Regions from separate parts of the Mus musculus genome. Here regions 1, 3, 4 and 5 are each linked to region 2. Evidence: chromatin contacts called from public HiChIP or PLAC-seq and promoter capture Hi-C data. All regions are on one chromosome and are shown on one strand. The core of a region is the stretch at or near the end of the contact, and the rest is flanking DNA. Distances in the headings are between cores, read along the strand shown. Region 1 has its middle 140 kb from the start of Gm31301. Region 2 holds the start of Adra2a (adrenergic receptor, alpha 2a). Region 3 has its middle 93 kb from the start of Gpam. Region 4 has its middle 120 kb from the start of Gpam. Region 5 has its middle 140 kb from the start of Gpam.

Region 1 (3,466 bases), core at 370-2,869, 560 kb after region 2:
GAAAAAGAGAACTAGGTTATGTAGCTAAGCCCTTGGCGATTCTCTCCAGTCCTTCCCTGGCTTGTCCTTAACTAGAAACTCTGCTTAAGTTGATCGGATCCTTGGACACCAGGCTTGCACAGCCTCTGAAGGCTTTATAAACATCTGGGGAGATGCTTCCGGGACCTTGTAACTTGGTTTTGTGGACAGTCATACGCATTACGCCAATTCTGCTTTGCGATCAGGAGGTGGTCAGGCTCATTGGAACCAGGGCTCAGTGGCTAACGAGGAGAAGGCTTAGGCGAAACACCTGACTAGGTGACTTCATTTGGGGAGGGTTCCCCTCAACCTTGTTCTTTTTGGGTACCCTCCTTCCTGTCTTTCTTTTCTCTTATCTTTTTTCATAAAAATAAATTGTTACCATCTTTAAAGAAATAAACAATGCTTTGAAATTCTGCTTGGACTCATCATATTTGTTTGACTATTACCCTACTCCAGACCTGACATTTACAGAATAAAAGTTATAAAATTACAACAGAAAGAAATGATTAGATAACTTTTCTTTTCTTTTCTTCTCTTTTCTTTTCTTTTCTTTTCTTTTCTTTTTTTAGAAACAACAGCCATGTACATTATTAACAGAATCAGCAACTAATTAAAAGTCCATTAATGGGGGTGTTAATAGACCTGGCACATTTTCAATATAGACTAATTTTATTGATATTATGTGAAAATCTGGGCGAGAACATCATCTATGTTACCAATGTTACACTTTTATTACTTAAAAATATTGGTGGCCATTAGAGACGATCTGTGAGCAAGTTTTTCTTTTTCCTTTTAATTTTTTCCCTTTTATTGACAATAGATATTATTTCCTCAGATGACAAGTCCCTCATGGCCATATACAAGGGACAGCCTGACAGGACCCCACACCTAGTACAGAGCCAGCTGATCCATCCTCCATGAGTATCAATGGTTTCTAGGCATAAAGCTTATTTGTATCATAATGTACGTAATTTACTTTATGTTCCTCCTTTGGGAGATATGTTTCATGCCAAGGTAAAATCATGACTCTATAATAATTAGCAGCAGCAGTCCAGGAGGAAAGGGTATGTCTAAGTCTTTACAAAAAAATGGTAAACACTTGTTACATTCAGGACAGCCCTTAATATTGTGGAAAATAAATCTGAAAGCATGAGTTCAAAGTACATAATTTCTCAACTATGCAAAATATAAAGATGCAGTATGAATTGTATGAGGGGCTTCATGGACTCAAAAGCACAAAAGGAGCTGCACTAATAAGCCAGGTTGTTAGAAAAATACAAAGGCAAGCAGATTCCTGAGTTCAAGGTCAGCCTGGGACAGTGAGTTTTAGATCCAGGCATGGTGGGAATGGTGCTCTCAGGATAGGATTCCACCCAGCTAAGTTATTGTCTGTGCTTATGAAGGCAGGCAGATTTCTGAATACATTTGCTGGGTTTTGTTTTGTTTTGTTTTGTTTTGTTTTGTATTTGCTGTCTTTTCTAAGAATCAAAGGGTTAAGGTCATAAAATGCTAATTCATGAAATAACGGAAAGGAAGCCTGGCCTGCACAATTGAATTGTTATGCAAATAAAAGACTGGGCTTTGGTCTACAAAAGCTGAGCTGTCTGGAGATCTCTAGAAAGCTGTCACACACACTGGAACACAAAGCTGTCAGCTTATACCCCACAATTGTCTTCAAGTAATTCTTTCACCACTCATAAACACCCCTTCCTCAGAACCCCTCTCCAATCTAAGCCTGGTCCTTGGCACTCACACAGTATATCCCGATTGTGGTTTACCCTCCTGTACTCCTCCTAGCTTCACCCCATTCCATCCACATCAACTTTCTTTCTGCCTCTCATTAGAAAACAAAAGGCTTCCGAGGTATTATTATAGAAGATATAAAACAATATAATAAAATAACACAAACACTAACACATTCAACACAACAAACAAATAGAAGGAAAAGAGCCCAAGAGAAGGCACAAGAATTAAGAGACTCACTCCTTCATGCACTCAGTAGTCCCATCAACACTCTAACTAGAAGCTGTAATATATACACAGAGAACCAGGTACAGACCCATACAGGCCCTAGGCTTCGTGCTTCAGTCTGAGTTCATATGGGATTCAATCCTATTGACTTGCATGGCCTTGTTTTCCTGGTGTTTGTTTTCTGTCCCTTCTGACATTTACACCCTTTCTGCTTCCTCTTCAGCAGAATTCCCTAAGCCCTGTGGAGTAGGATTTGATGGAGTTCCAATGCCTTTCTCTCTGCATAATATCTGGCTGTGGGTCTCTTTATCTGTTTCCATCTGCTGCTGGAAGAACCTTCTCTTATGATGACTGAGCAAGGCACTGATCTGAGCCTGATGCTTACAGCACCTTTCCTTTTTGTCCAAGTACAAAATGGCGGCTCATTCTTGTGTGTTGGTTGGTTTGTTTACTCATTAGGGTGGTCTATTAACAACTTGAGCCATGTTCCCACACTTACATTAAATAATTTTCTACCTTTTTCTCTGGTGTTATTTGTTCCTAATCCTCACAGTAAATCTTGCTTAAAGCAGCCATCAATAACTTTGTCACAGACTGTTTTGCTCTCTGGAAATTTCCTCTTTTAAATAGATTAGTCTTTTACTTTTGAACTCAGTCTCACTTAAGTTTTTAGAATATGAGCATAATGGTGACAGATTATTGGACAAAATGTTTCATGAAAAGCCTCTTATAGTGACAATTTTGGAATTTTGGTTTTTTTTAAAAGACAAAATTATAAATATGTTTTGTTTTAATCCCAGGTGTGGGATATGGGTCTGCTTCAGATTGTCCACAGCAGCTGGCTATGATTTGCCTCATGCTCTAGCAGGGATGTGATTTCACCAGCTGCAGATAGTTTCTGCTATTGTGTGACATCTAGAATTCTGAGGACTTTTCAGAGGATATATAAATGATAAGGCCCTGAGAGGTGGGGTGGGTTATTGGTTGTTGGTTGGTTGCTATTGTTTGCAGTTCCTTGTAGTATGTTAAGTAGTAATGTACAAAGAAGAAACAACGAAAAGAAAGTAGATATCATGACTCCGAAGAGCAAACTTGCCCCAAGGAACTCAATGCCCTTAGTCTGGAGGAAGTAGTCTAATGACAACATCCCCCTTCCCTCCCCCTCTATTATTTTTTCTCTCTTAACTAGTGTCAGGGAGCTGAATGGGTGGAGAAGGGTACCAAGGACCAGCCTCTGCTTGGAGAGGGGTTCTGAGGAAGGGGTGTCTGGGAGCAGCACAAGAATGACTTGAAGTCAAAATATGGGGTACAAGCTGGCAGCCAGTGTTCTGCTTGAGATATCTTTCTCTTGCACTTCTAAAAACCTCTCTGGGTAGCTCATCTCTTGTAGGCCTAAAGCCCAGTCTTTTCTTTATGCATTAATTCAGTCATTACCCCAGGTTCCCTTTAGGTTATCCCATCAATTAGCCTTTCA
Region 2 (3,410 bases), core at 865-3,364:
CTGCAGTTCTCAACTTGAGCTCATTCTTCGTAGCTTTCATTGGCTTTTCAAAAATCTTCACATAATTCAGTCCCTGCTCACCACTTTCAGTCACCTTTGCAAATGAACACACTGGCAATGGCCCTGCTCCTGCCAAGAGGCTCGGAGCAGAGGGTTAAGACAGGGAATAAGAGTCTCAACAGAGAGGGGACAGACAGCCATCTTGGTTTTCTTGAGACTCTGAGGACTTCTTACCATGATGCGTGGGAGCAGAGGCTGTCCACCAGGGAAGGGTTGCAGGGTAAAGGTGCTGAATTCAAATGAGACATCTGAGATGTACTCACTCGCACCATCAAATACTGAGCGAGTAGTCGGGGTTGAGACTGATGGTCAGGGTCATTCATGTAGCCCGCGGTCCTCAGCCAGACCCGAGCCTGCACGTTGATGTCCAGGGAGACATCGGCTCAGATCTGCTCGGACCTTGGACCCTGGCTTGGATGACTGAGTGTGACATTTAGGTGTAGTGATCTCTGAAGTATGACAGATGCTTTCTTAGGTCTCGTGTGTACCCTGTTGACATTCTGTGCTCTCTGGTTCTCCGTGATCTTCCTGCTGCTCGTCTGAAGAAAGAGTTCGGATGGCACAGTGTATCTGGTGCGACAGATACTCCTGCCTGAGTGCTTAGAAACCTTGCCATCTACTGCCAAGCTCCTACCTTTCTCACCAGAGAGAGAACATAGAAAACACCCTTTCTTTCTTGGCTAGCACCCTGCCCTCACCGACAGATGCTGTGCAGATGTGTGTACTTATCTGTGTATTGGGGGTGTAGGAGAAAAGGCCATGTAAGTGGGGATAGAGTCTAATAAGATGTTTTTCTTTCACGTTTAATTGTACAGATGTGTAAGATACTGTATGTTAATTCAATATTACACACAGTATGTAATGACCAAGTCAGGATAGTTAACTTTTCTATTTCCATAATCAGAAACCCCTTTTTGACAAACACATAATAATCCTATACATTTGTGGAGTTCAGTGTAATACTTTAATTCGTGCACACAGTAGGTACTGATTAAAACAGCGTAAGGCTTACATCTACCTATAATGTCATGGCGCTCTTCATAAAGTAGCTGTGCCTCAACTAATGCTTAACGGTTCCCAGTAGTTTAAAGCCAGGCAAGCAGAGAGGAAGATCCAGGACTCTCACATCTGTAGAAGGTTCCGAGCCTTACTCTCATCAGAGGTAGATCTATACAACCTGAAGATTTCTGCATCATGACATAGTGCAGTTTGAAATCTGTCCGTGTCCCCTCCCCCCCCCCCACCCCCGCCGCCCCAGCTTAGTCCAAACTTGCCCCCAAGATAGGAGAAAAATGGAGGAAAGGACTCCAGAGGAGCCTGGAGCCCTTAAGTCGCTTTCCAGCCGTGACGACCAGCGGCCAGCAGGTGTCAGTGCGCTCTCGTTCTGTCATGGCTCAGGGCCTACCCCTCCAGGACCCTTCCCCACCGCCTTTCAAAGGGGCGCAGTGCAGAGTCCAGGCCTTGAGAGTCCCGGCAGCTGCTAGGATAGGAGGCCTTCTCTTCCCTAAGTATGGATAACTCCGGCCTGGTCTGCTCTCGTGGATGCTGGTCCATTCCGCTCCAGTGGTTCCTTAGGAACCCGCACACGCTTACCTCTCCGGGATCCCTTTCATCCCAGTCACCAGAAGCACCTGCGCTTGACCTGGGGCGGGGCTGCTCGCCAGCGACTCTTATGCCACTCTGCATCTCCTAATTCGGGTCCCAGCACCCTGGCACCCTCTTCTGCTAAAACCCAGCTAGATCGGTGTACCGCTGGGCGCCTGCTACTGTCTCCTGGGCCAGCTAGTAGCCGAACGGCCAACTCCCAGCAGGGGCCGCTCCCCACTCCTTAGGCTCTCTCTTATTGCCCCTCGCTCCCTGTACCCGTCTTTCCAAAAGCCGGGTCCCAGAGGCAGCGCTCTCCCGGGTCCGACTCGGGTGCGGGCTCTAGACCTAAGGAGGGGAGGCGCGAGGGGCGGAGGAGGGTCGACTTCCCACGTGGGGGCTGACGCCGGCTGCTCGGCAACGCCGGCTTCATCCTGGGGCTATAAAACCAGTCCAGCGTAGAGCGGCGGAGCAGCCTCGGCTCCCGCTTCCGTGCAGACGCCCAGCAGCCGGCGCACACCGCCCAGCCACCCAGCGCCTCCAGCTCCAAGTCCTGCGGTCCTGCGAAAACTCACGCGGCCCTCCGACCCCCGCCGGGTCTGTGGCGCTCAGCGCCCACCCAGATCGCGGCTAGCAGCCACCCTTGGCTCCGCCGCGGCTCCTGGAGAGCCGGTCGCTCACCTAGCTTGGCCCTGAGGACCGAGGTGGTGGTGGTGGGGGTGCGGCTTCATGCGGCCCCCACACCCTTCACCCCACCGCCGCCGCCCCCGAGCTCTGTGTACAGAGTCCCAGCCCCAGCAGAGCGCACAACTTTGGAAGTCCCGTGGGGCTCCTAGAGGAGGCAGAGTCCGCGCCTTCGCCGGAGGTCCGGCCCAGCCCTCGCCACCCCGCCTGGAGGGTAGCGACGGAGTTGGAAATCTCTTCGAGGGTATAAGAAGACAGACCTAGGACTCCGAGCCCACACCAACACCCCTCCGCTGCCTCTTGGGGTAAGACTTCATGCTTTCGCTCAGCTTAAGAATCAAGGTATAGATGACTAGCTAAATGCATTTGTATAAATTTCTGACATCTTTCCAAATCATCAGGCCACCGATAATTTCTTTTCTCTTTTCTTGAAGAATAAAATCTCTAACCACCAGCTGGCCCTACTCGATCCTGCCGCTTAGAAATAAAACTTGGCTGTGTTTGAGGAGCTGGGAGAGAGAAAGCACCCACCCGGAGCGTCGGAAGGACGAACCGGTGCCAGTTCGCGGGCTCCAGTCCATGGACCACTAGCGGTCCCCAGCTTGGGCCCGAGCTCCCTGCGGCCCTCTTCCTTATGTGAGGCGCGGCGGGACGAACCCCGCACCGGAGGAAGAGGAGGACCCACGGACGCGGGGCCGGAAGGCAGCTGGCAGCAGGCCCACGAGAACCAGCACCCGCGTTCATGTTCCGCCAGGAGCAGCCGCTGGCCGAGGGCAGCTTTGCGCCCATGGGCTCACTGCAGCCGGATGCCGGCAACAGCAGCTGGAACGGGACCGAAGCGCCCGGAGGCGGCACCCGAGCCACCCCTTACTCCCTGCAGGTGACACTGACGCTGGTTTGCCTGGCTGGCCTGCTCATGCTGTTCACAGTATTTGGCAACGTGCTGGTTATTATCGCGGTGTTCACCAGTCGCGCGCTCAAAGCTCCCCAAAACCTCTTCCTGGTGTCCCTGGCCTCAGCGGACATCCTGGTGGCCACGCTGGTCATTCCCTTTTCTTTGGCCAACGAGGTTATGGGTTACT
Region 3 (3,135 bases), core at 396-2,895, 960 kb after region 2:
AATGATTTTTTTTTCTAACTTAACACATTGTGAGAATTAAAAAAGGAAAAGAAAAAAAATCAATAACAAGCCTGAGAAACTATTCTTGTTTAAACAGAAAGCAAGACTTTTGCTCTAACCTTCTTAAATAATTTTTTCCAGCTGATGGTAAAAGAAAAACATACTTCAGAGACAGAGGCAGGAAGAAGAGACATGGCTGGGGAAGCAATCTATATTTAAAGGCACAGAAAGTGAGTGCAAGCCCAGGGGTGTGCCCACATTGATAGTACTCCCATTACCCTCCCTAGGAAATCTGTGGCTCTTAACCTTCCTTTCTGCTACACCAGGAAGCTAACCACTTCTTCTTTGGACAGATTCCCTCTCTCTGGTGTGCACTGGAATCAGCTGGCTCCTGAGGGCTCACTGTTTTATTTTGCTTTGGTTCTTTAGTTATGGGAGTTGGTAGACATCACATCAGTAGCTTAACATACGTTATAGTAGGAATCCTTACACCACAGAATTAGAGACAATGCTGAGAATCACACCTCCTTCCCTGGGAGGAAGCTGCTGTTCATCTTCCCAGGAGTTCACTTCTCTCTCGGACTTCTTGGGGCTTTCCATTGGTCGCTGTGTGGAAAGCATTGGAATAGAACATCTGTTACTATATCTTTTTACTATTTTATTGGGTTCTTATACCTCTATCTCCCTCCAACCCTCAAACACTAGGTAGGAAAAAAAGGTTAAAGGGAGGAAAAAGTATAGACCTCTATAGACTACTTCCTTCTGATTAGGGGCATTGAGTTCCTTGGGGCAAGTCCAAACTTCATCATTAGACTATCCAATAGTCCAGCAAACTAGCAATTTAGCAATAGCAAACACAACAGCAAATACAGCAGCAGGGAACCAGGAGGGTCCAGCAGGGGTCAGCAGGGGTCAGCATCAATGGGCAGGGCAGACAGCATGGGAGGCAGAAGCCACCACAGGCCCCTCTGGGCTCTCTCATTCATAACCCCTCCACAGTCCCCAGAATTAAACTATCTGCAGCTGGCAAAAATCACACCCCTGCTAGTGCATGAGGCAAATCATAATCACCTGCTGGGAAGCAGCCTCTTACACCACAGCTGAGATTAAAACAAAAACATTCTTGTCACATAACTGGGTTTTTTAAGAAATCAAAATTCTCACTACAGACATCCACAGTGAATGAAGAAAAGCAAACACCATCTTCCCGAACCTTCTGCTCAGTGAGACATGGGGCTACACAAACAACAGAGCAGTGTATAATGCTTTCTGGAGCGGGTGGGATAAACTCAACCACCTGAATCCCGATGGGTTCACTCTCTTTTTACTCCTCTGCCTAGACCTGAAACATAAAGCATTGAGTCCCAGTGGAGGCAGCATGCTCGAAGACCCAGAAATATCATTGACCTCCCCCTTGAGCCAAGTTCTCCCAGGCCTCATGTCCCAGAGGTGTGTTTGCCTGCTGCCTTCCACAGCAGGCCTTGACCTCTAGGACCTCCTGCCAGATGTGTCAGTCCCAACACCACTTTACAGCAGAGCAGCCACTCCCAAGGAAGCTGCAGGGCACAGTCTTTCCTCTCTACCACTGATTACCCAGTGCCTAGTAGAGTGTGGTGTGTACAGTAAGTGTACAAAAATGCTAAATGGATTCAATAAACCAATCATGGCCAATCTCTTCATTGACATTGTTAGAGTCATCAGAGGCTCATGGCTACAGTAGGTAATTTAAGGAATTTGGGACATGACATCAAGAAACTTGATTGCTGCTGGAGAGATCTGAAGAGATGAGTTCACAGTTTAAAGTACTAGCTGCTCTCACAGGAGACCTACATGGCAGCTCACAACCATCTGTGAATGCAGTTCCAGGGGATCTGATGGCTTCTTCTGCCCTCTATGGGTGCCAGCCATGAATATGGAACACACACACATACACACATATATGCAGGCAAACACTCAGACACATGAAATAAAATAAATAAAGCTCAAGAAGATGAACTAAACTTGGATTCTAGGCCACTCTTGGCAATCAATCTGCTTTAAAAGTCTTGGGTTTCCATCTCTCCATCAAGAAAATAGCAACTGGGTTCCAGCATCCTCACACCAGATTTGCCACGTAGGAGCAGACCTTGGCCAGTTTTTTAACCTTTGATGTAAAGTGTCCCCATCTCTACAGGAAGCTAAGACACTTTATGAGGCGAGGGTCAAAATATATGTAAGTGCTTTGGCACCAAATGGATGGATGCTCGATAAATGCCAGTTCGCATCCTTTTTCTTTTCCAGTGGGATAGGTCCTGACTGCTCTGAAGACTCAGATATTTCCCATTTCTTCACAGTGAAAGCTGGACAGGTGCTGGAGTCCAGAGACCTCCTCAGAAGGTGGCTCAGGGCAAGCTGGAATAGAAACCACTACTCCTGCTTCACTTCAGGCAAGCGGCACACCTAAAGAAATGTGAGGACCTTCCTCTACACTTAAAGACAAAGAGTCAAACTGGATCCAGCTGGCAGCTTGTATCTGTGAGGATGCCTTCACTCCAGTAAGGGAAAGCCCAGCAGAGTACAGGCACAGTCGCGAGGACACGGAGCGATGGACCAATGCAGAGGTCACTGTCTTGAAGATAGTGCCACTAAGACCTGGATTCTTTGTCTCTTTATAAGCTTTTTTGTTAGTGCTGATTTCACTGTAGCTATCTGTCCATGTATCCTATATAGATGCTATAACATATAGATGCTATGCATCAATATAAGGAAACATACCACTTCTGTCTGCATCTCTATTAAAGAATAAAAAAGAAACCTACCCAATGGTCTCCTCATAAAATTTCCCTTAGGTCACACGGAGCAAGAAAAGATGAGGTGCACACAGTGAAGCCAGTAGCTGTGGAGAGAAGGGGCCATTCCAGGCTTAGTGACCAGGTCACTTAGGGGAAGATGGGAGAAAAGCAGAGCTCCGCCAACATGGAACAAGAGTAGTGGGTGTGAGGTATGTTGTGACAATTTATCTTATTAAACATGAACTCCTTTTGTTGCTAACAGAGACTCTGGTGTGCTTATATGAAGACTTATTGAAAATTTACTTTTGTGCAAATAGTCACATAGGGTAGAGTACATATACAAGAAATTAAAGGAAGGGGAAGT
Region 4 (3,414 bases), core at 842-3,341, 930 kb after region 2:
TAACATTCTGTCCCTTTGTCCACTGTCCCCACTGTATCAGGGTGACTCCATGAAGCAGCAAGCCAAGTGGTGTGTCACACTGCTTCTTTCAATCCTCCCAATACAACCTGTGACTCTGATGATGAAAGACCAACAAGCCCCACCCCCCTCCCCGTCTAGCTTTCCCCTTGACCAGCTCTTCATACAGCCTTGTTTCACTTGCCGTTCCCACTGCTCACCTACTCTTGATGCCTTGATCTCAGGACTTCCCTGAAGAAGATGCAGTGTTCCAGCCTCAGTATGGTTTGCTTCTTGACGGGAACCTTTTCCTCACACACTGATCCCCAGATCCTTTCAGGTGTCTGCTTACACGTGACTTCATCAGAGAAGCCTTCTCACTCAAGCTTAAAAGGCATATACTACAATGTATAGGCATATACTACAGTGTATAGCTACTTTCTCGTTGCTTTGTAACCCACTACTTAGCCTACCATATTCATTATTCATTATCCTTATTCATTATCTCTCCTATCTTTACATACACCTTAGGTGAGCAGGAATTTCACTGTGTCCTCAGTACAGCATGGAATAGTTTGAACTCAAGAAATGTTTGAGGGAGGACGGCTAGGTGAAGAGCAGATGGAAGGAGAGCAAACTTTGAGTGTTCTGCCACTGCCTAAGGTCATACCTCAATCTACTTAATGGGTTCCCAGAGACCTGACTACAGAAACAGCAATTTCCACGATTCTTTTACAGTCCTCTCCTTATTATATTTCGAATTCTATTTCACTTAGATTCCAGATCCACTTGTGAGAACTGATTGTTTTGTTTTGTATTTTTAAAGTTACTCTGCCAGTTTTGTCAAATCTGGCCACATCTGGCCCGTTTCACCTCTCCTGGGATTAGTTATGGTCAAGATGAAAGCAACCTGCCAGTGAACCTCTCAAGGGCATCGTAATTGAGATGCTCATGTGCAGAACTGTGTTCAGCCTTGAAGCAAACACTTAAGGGAAGTCATGTTAAAGCCAAAAATGAGATCCAGAGCTTGGTTCTGTGTCTGTAGCAGACACACTGTTGACAGGCAGTGGGGAAATGGAGATTTGAACAAAGCAGGTGGGAAGTATAGAGGCTGAGTAGAGATGTGGGGTCGAATGGAACCTGAATTCTGGCTCCAAAGTTCAGAGTCTCCAGGTCTGGAAGTCCTGCCCATGTTCCATCTTCTGACGTGCAAAATGGGGACCACAGTGACTTTTCAATATGATTATTTGGGAATAATGGGGATGATGAATATTAAATGGCTGTTCATCATAGGCATCTAATTGACATAAGTCCTCAGCACTGTAATTGGGCTGGGGGCAGGGCTGGTTTCCAGTGATGGGTGAGAGAAATGACAGAACAGGTCATCATAGTCTGGAGACTGAAGGACTGGAAAGGAAGTCTGTGAGAACAATCAGCTCCTCAGGGAGCAAAGCAACGAGGTGCTGCCGCAAGGGGAAGACACACGCGAGGCTAGCTGAGATGGAAGAGGCAGGCTCTTGGTGCTGCCGCAAGGGGAAGACACACGCAGAGGCTAGCTAAGATGGAAGAGGCAGGCTCTTGGCAGAAGATACAACAGACGTCAGGGATCTGAAATCTGCCACACCACATTCGTCCTCCCCAGGAAACGTAGCCACCCAGCCCAGCCCTTTGAAGAAACGATAAACTCATCAGGCGAAACTTAATTCAGAAAAGTGTGGTCCTCTTATTCACGAGCTCTGGCTAGGTTTGACCTTCAAAAGGAGCCTGATATCCAGGTTAATCCGAAATGTTAGGTCAATGAGTGCCTCACAGAAGCTGGTCAGGGATGAGAAAAAAAGGAATGCTTCTATCACAAGCCCAATACAAGCTCTTTGTTTAAAACCATCCTTCTAGAAGTCCATGCCTCGCAGCCACACCCAAGGCTCCTTCCCCTTCCCATCAGTCAGCTGGAATCCCCCTTAAGTGCTGGTGCTGCAAGAAAGTTCCGTTTTCATTGAATTCATTGGAAAGTGGAGCTGCATTCAGATTCTCCCTTGTCTGTCAAGTCAATGAGTCATTTAACGGTGAGATCAGGCACCCGGGGGCACAGAGGAAATGCGTAAATATTGTCAGCAGTTTAAATTGCCGCTTTTCACCTACAGCACTGTATGCATCTAGTGACGCGAGAACAGGGCAGAGTATCCAAACCCAGAGTCAAAAATGCCCTTGAGAATAAACTCAAGCAACACGTGCAGGAATGAGCCTTCGACTGCACAGCCTCCCCAACCTTTTATGACGAACCTGATTTAAATCCTCTGTTCTCTCAATAAGAATTCTAGTAGATGCTAAATTTAATATGCTGTGCTTTTCATGTGGATAAAAATGTATTTGGGGGTAAAGACCAGTGCCATATTTAATCTGAACTCACTTAACTCCAGGGTCTTGTTTTCTTCTCTATTCAAACTTATCCAAGTGTCCCCCGTTACTGCCACGTTCTTACCATGGCTCCTACTGTGGACTCATGCCTTATGCAAGGATTAGAGCGCAACATCAGAAACCAAAACAGAACACAAATAATTTCAAATTTTACCCTTGAGATTCCACACTGAGGTAGAGCGATTATCTCTTCCAAGGGAGGGATAGGGATGGCCAGTAGCCACAGGCTCCACATGCCTCAACCGTGCAGTCCAGGAAAAACAAAATACCCATTTGCTTTTTCTTAAAGCATTGTCTTTTTTCAGAGCATGTTATCAGTCAGGGTTCGGCCACACTCCGTGGTTCAAGCAGAACCACTCAGTGGGGCCCCCATGGACCCTCTAAGGTAGTCCTCTCTGATGCTGGGCTTGAAGCCCCAAGGCATCTCGTGAGAGAAGGTGGAGGGAATGAAGAGCAGCCAGGAGCCCACAGCAGGAGCATGGAACCCAGCTTGTGAAGATGGACTGGGACCCCTGTCATCCTTAGCGCTTCTCCCTTTGAAGATGTGAGTACCCAGCGAAACCAGAACCCTTGTTCACTAAGCTGAACACACCCCAGAGCTCAGAGTCAGAGCTGAGGTCAGGATAAGGAAGGCAGACATGGGGCCCTGCTTCAGGCCAGGGTGGTGCTCCAATAGATGAGTGGAGCCCTGAAATGGCTGCCTGCCCCACTCCATTATCCACTTCTGGTTAATAAAAAGCATCTAAGCCCAGGACTTGGACTCCATCTCCTCTCTGACCTTTTCCATATCTACTCAAAACTTAGTTTAGACCATCCTAAAATGCAAAACTGTAAATGTCTCATATCCTGAGTCTTGTCATCTTCCCTTCTTCCCTTCCTCTCACCACCCCCCAACACACAGAGAGATAGACAGACAGACAGATAGAGACAGACAGAGAGGCCTTCCAGCTGACTTTGCTCCAGCTTCTTCCTCTATGTACAGAGCACTAGCTAGTGGTCAGC
Region 5 (3,298 bases), core at 290-2,789, 910 kb after region 2:
TTGCGTAGACCCTTGTTCCCCAAGTCCTAGACTCTACACAACCAACATTGCTTTTTATAATTGAGTCAGACAGGGAGACAGACAGGAGGGAGGGAGGGAAAGAGAGGTGATAGACAGAGAAAAATGAGGAGGACACTAAGCATACTTGTGGTGTTTTATATTGACTTTCAACTTGATATGCTCTAGGTCACTTGGAGGACAGATCTCTGGCCACACCCATGGGATCGGGTTATCTGATACAGGACGAATGACCCTAATTTCTGGACTGAATATAAAGAAGAAAGGTAACATGGCATGAACAAGCACTGACCTCTGCTACTGCAGCATGGCCATCTGCCACCTACCTCTATCCCCTACCTTCCCTGACACAGTTTGACTGTGTCCCTTGGAACTGTAAGCCAAAGGAAAGCCTTCCTCTCATGTGTTGCTCTTGTCAGGAGTGTTAGAGAGAAGAGGAGACTGCAGGCATCTAGGACCCAGGTTCTGACTGAGCCTAAACTGAGCTCCTTGTCTGATCATTTTTATGGTATGATTCCTTGAATTGTTTTAAATGGCCGTCCAAAGAGGCCCAAGGGTCAAATCTGGCTACCGCCTATTTATGGGAATAAAGTTTTATTGAGACACAGACGCAAACACATTTGTCAGTTTATGAATTGCCTGTGGCTGTTCTCACACTGTGAAGGATGACTTGAGTCACCATGTCAGAGACCATATGGCTCTAAAGGCTGAAAATATTCATTCGGCTGAGCATGCTTGTCAACCTTAAGCTGAGCGCTCCAGGGCTATCCCAACCGATTTCTTCTTTTTGCCTCAGGTAGCTGATTGACAGGAGTTGGTTTCTATCACTGGCTGGTTGGTCATTCTGAATTTGATATCTGAAATATGGAACTTGGCACTGAATACTTTGAACTTCAGATCACAGAGTGGCCTCAGAAGAAAGGTCTCTTGGGCATGTCCCTGCCCTTTCATCTCTTTCTTTCACTCCAAAACTAGTTTAAAAAAAAAAATTAACAAGAATTCCTCTTCCCCAAGGTTGGTCATATATACCAGCCCTTTTTCCCCAGCAGCAAATCATAAAATGGAAAAAGAAGAGGAGGAAGAGGAGGAGGGAGGAGGAGGAGGAAGAAGAGGAAGAGGAAGAGGGAGGAGGAGGAAGCTTCGAACTTCCTCTCCCTTCTCTGAAGACCCTAATTACAGAGGAGTTCTGCTCTATGCCTGGGAGGTAATAAGGCCACACAGAGTTCAAGAAGAGTCTGCAGACACTGCCTTGCCAGGGTTGGCACCTCTAGTCTGTTACTATAACATCAAGCCCTTTGGTTCAAACCCATCTCCACATGGCTGCCCATTCTTCATCAAACGGAAGTGTAAAAGCAGTTTCCCTGGGCCCCTGACCCTCCATTTAGGAAGGCTCTGGTGGCATGCTAGACCCTGATTAGATGAATTATTCTTTTCTTTGCAAACCTATCATTACGTACAGGGGTGCAAAGAGTGACTCACGGTGAGTGGAAGCAAGAGTCATATTTTCCTATTGCTACATCAGCAAGAGTCATGACTAGCTGTCTTCAGCTTTTGCTCGGGCTCAGTTCACCAAGTCACAGCTGCGTCAGTCCAGCCCTTTGCTCCTGTCTGCATCTGTCATTTCTGCTGGTCATGTCCTTTGATGCAGAAACTGTGCCATTTTCTGCCATGCCTTTCAGGAGGAGGTATATACTGGCTCCCCCTTTTGCTTCTCTTCTCCCCTTACGTTTTTCACTAGGGCAAAGGTATTCCTTGCTTAGTTTTGTTTTGTTTTGTTTTGCATCTTCTGATGTTTGGTGCAAAGCAGATACTCAATAAACACACATTATATCACACTAAATCTTTCCTTCAACTGTCTGCACTCAAATCTCTTTGTGGGAGAAGAAGCTACTTTTAAAAGTAGAGTTTAGTGTTGCTTCACAGAAGAAGACCACCTTCTAAGCCAAGTGTTCAGATCCATCAAGAAATAAAATGAATCTTCAATCCCTGAATATTTTCTGTATTGTTCACCTAAAGCAGCTGTTTTGAAACTATAGTCTCTGGGCAGCACCAACAGGTCACCCAGAACTTGCTAAATACAAGTGTCACTCCAGACTCTACTCTGTAGAACTTTTGAGTAGAGCCCTTAGTCCTTTTATGAAAAGCACCCACTGATTCAAACATTTGAAGCCCTAAAACCAAACAAGGGCCTAGCAAGCGTCTTCATAAAAGTAGATGCTAAAGATTCAGACTGTAGGCCATGAAAATCAAGATCTCTAGTGTTCACAGATTGAGAGAGAACAGAGGTTCCCATAAAATGTTCAATGATATTCAAATCATACTATGTACTGGATATGGTGGTAGATATCTCAAATTCCAGCACTTGGGAGGCAGAGGCAGGCAGATCTCTGTGAGTTCAAGGCCAACCTGTTCTAGCTAGTAAGGCCATTCCAATCTACATAGTAAAGTAGTTTAAGAGTCCATCTCAAACATGTATGTAATTCGTAAAAATAGTATAATTCTTGTTAACACATCTTTACTAAAAGGAAGAATGGAGAACTTTTTCATAATATTTTGATCAACTAAGGGTTAAGGTCAATGATACTCACATAAATGTGAGTTTCTCTAGTTCTCAGATTTATATACTGAAGCCCAATTTCATTTTAATATACTTGTGGGTATGGCCTTCAAAAGAGTAATAAGGACACAAGAACCCATGATGGGATTGGTATCCTTATAAAAAGATAAAAAGGGGAGGCCAAGAGGTGACTCACGGAGTAAAGACAACTCTGCCAACCCTGACCATCTGCGTTTGAGCCCTGGGACCCCCAAGGAGGAAGGAGAGAACTGACTCCTGCAAGTTGTTCTCTGATCTCCATATGAACCCCAACATACAAATATAGTTGCACACACAAAAGAAAAGAAATCATTTTTAATTTTTACAAGAAGAGACAACCAGAAAGCTTGCTGCTTTCTTTTCAGCCACATGAGATAAAATAAGGCACATGTTCCCTGTGATCTTAAACCTCCTGGACTGTAAGACTAGCTGACAGCACAGTATTGTGATGCCCACACAACTGCATTACTTTCTTCTCACACATGGGGTGAATTTTAGACCAGTATAGACTCTAAGCCCAGGCATGTGCCCTTATTCAAAAGACCCCCTGAAGGTGTGCTCTAGATGGGTAAGTGTCACCCTGAATGTATGCTCTAGATGGTGTCATCCTGAAGGTGTGCTCTAGATGGATAAGTGTCAAACCCAGGCTCAGTAGCCACCAATAGTGACATCAGTCAGAACAGA

What was found. Promoter capture Hi-C pulls out the DNA fragments that hold promoters and counts their contacts. HiChIP or PLAC-seq counts read pairs in DNA pulled down with a chosen protein or histone mark.
Region 1: a contact with region 2 is called in a promoter capture Hi-C map of trophoblast stem cells, with 7 times the contacts expected there. The contact joins the enhancer-like site here to the promoter of Adra2a in region 2. A contact is called at or near these places in 12 of 39 promoter capture datasets (cranial neural crest, embryonic stem cells, frontonasal cranial neural crest and 6 more), 3 of 484 Hi-C or Micro-C datasets (cerebral cortex, nephron progenitors and uterus), 9 of 115 datasets of contacts at active chromatin or transcription factors (craniofacial prominence, embryonic forebrain, embryonic hindbrain and 6 more) and 2 of 9 other capture datasets (embryonic stem cells and pancreatic islet).
Region 3: a FOXA1 HiChIP or PLAC-seq map of pancreatic cancer cells shows a contact between it and region 2. The contact joins the enhancer-like site here to the promoter of Adra2a in region 2. A contact is called at or near these places in 10 of 39 promoter capture datasets (the 3T3-L1 cell line, the C10 cell line, the HPC-7 cell line and 7 more), 1 of 484 Hi-C or Micro-C datasets (cortical neurons), 11 of 115 datasets of contacts at active chromatin or transcription factors (craniofacial prominence, embryonic basal ganglia, embryonic forebrain and 7 more) and 1 of 9 other capture datasets (embryonic stem cells).
Region 4: a contact with region 2 is called in a promoter capture Hi-C map of trophoblast stem cells, with 11 times the contacts expected there. The contact joins the enhancer-like site here to the promoter of Adra2a in region 2. A contact is called at or near these places in 11 of 39 promoter capture datasets (the 3T3-L1 cell line, the HPC-7 cell line, cranial neural crest and 8 more) and 9 of 115 datasets of contacts at active chromatin or transcription factors (craniofacial prominence, embryonic basal ganglia, embryonic forebrain and 6 more).
Region 5: a contact with region 2 is called in an HNF4G HiChIP or PLAC-seq map of pancreatic cancer cells, with 15 times the contacts expected there. The contact joins the enhancer-like site here to the promoter of Adra2a in region 2. A contact is called at or near these places in 9 of 39 promoter capture datasets (the 3T3-L1 cell line, 3T3-L1-derived adipocytes, the C10 cell line and 5 more), 3 of 484 Hi-C or Micro-C datasets (cortical neurons and reprogramming fibroblasts) and 10 of 115 datasets of contacts at active chromatin or transcription factors (craniofacial prominence, embryonic forebrain, embryonic hindbrain and 7 more).

The regions. Positions count from the first base shown.
Region 1 is chr19:54,604,027-54,607,492 of GRCm38.p6, forward strand. No RefSeq gene overlaps it. Among named protein-coding and RNA genes, the nearest start is that of Gm31301, 140 kb to the left of the region's middle. Within about 2 kb of position 1,620, at least 2 of the 459 cell types and tissues checked have an H3K27ac peak or open chromatin away from gene starts, as enhancers often do. A contact at or near this core is called in trophoblast stem cells, where this site is marked.
Region 2 is chr19:54,043,145-54,046,554 of GRCm38.p6, forward strand. It overlaps Adra2a (adrenergic receptor, alpha 2a), which reads left to right and starts at 2,115. Exons shown (of 1, transcript NM_007417.5): 1 at 2,115-3,410. The coding sequence starts at 3,071.
Region 3 is chr19:55,005,391-55,008,525 of GRCm38.p6, forward strand. No RefSeq gene overlaps it. Among named protein-coding and RNA genes, the nearest start is that of Gpam, 93 kb to the right of the region's middle. Within about 2 kb of position 1,646, at least 3 of the 459 cell types and tissues checked have an H3K27ac peak or open chromatin away from gene starts, as enhancers often do. A contact at or near this core is called in pancreatic cancer cells, where this site is marked.
Region 4 is chr19:54,975,655-54,979,068 of GRCm38.p6, forward strand. No RefSeq gene overlaps it. Among named protein-coding and RNA genes, the nearest start is that of Gpam, 120 kb to the right of the region's middle. Within about 2 kb of position 2,092, at least 3 of the 459 cell types and tissues checked have an H3K27ac peak or open chromatin away from gene starts, as enhancers often do. A contact at or near this core is called in trophoblast stem cells, where this site is marked.
Region 5 is chr19:54,956,997-54,960,294 of GRCm38.p6, forward strand. No RefSeq gene overlaps it. Among named protein-coding and RNA genes, the nearest start is that of Gpam, 140 kb to the right of the region's middle. Within about 2 kb of position 1,540, at least 22 of the 459 cell types and tissues checked have an H3K27ac peak or open chromatin away from gene starts, as enhancers often do. A contact at or near this core is called in pancreatic cancer cells, where this site is marked.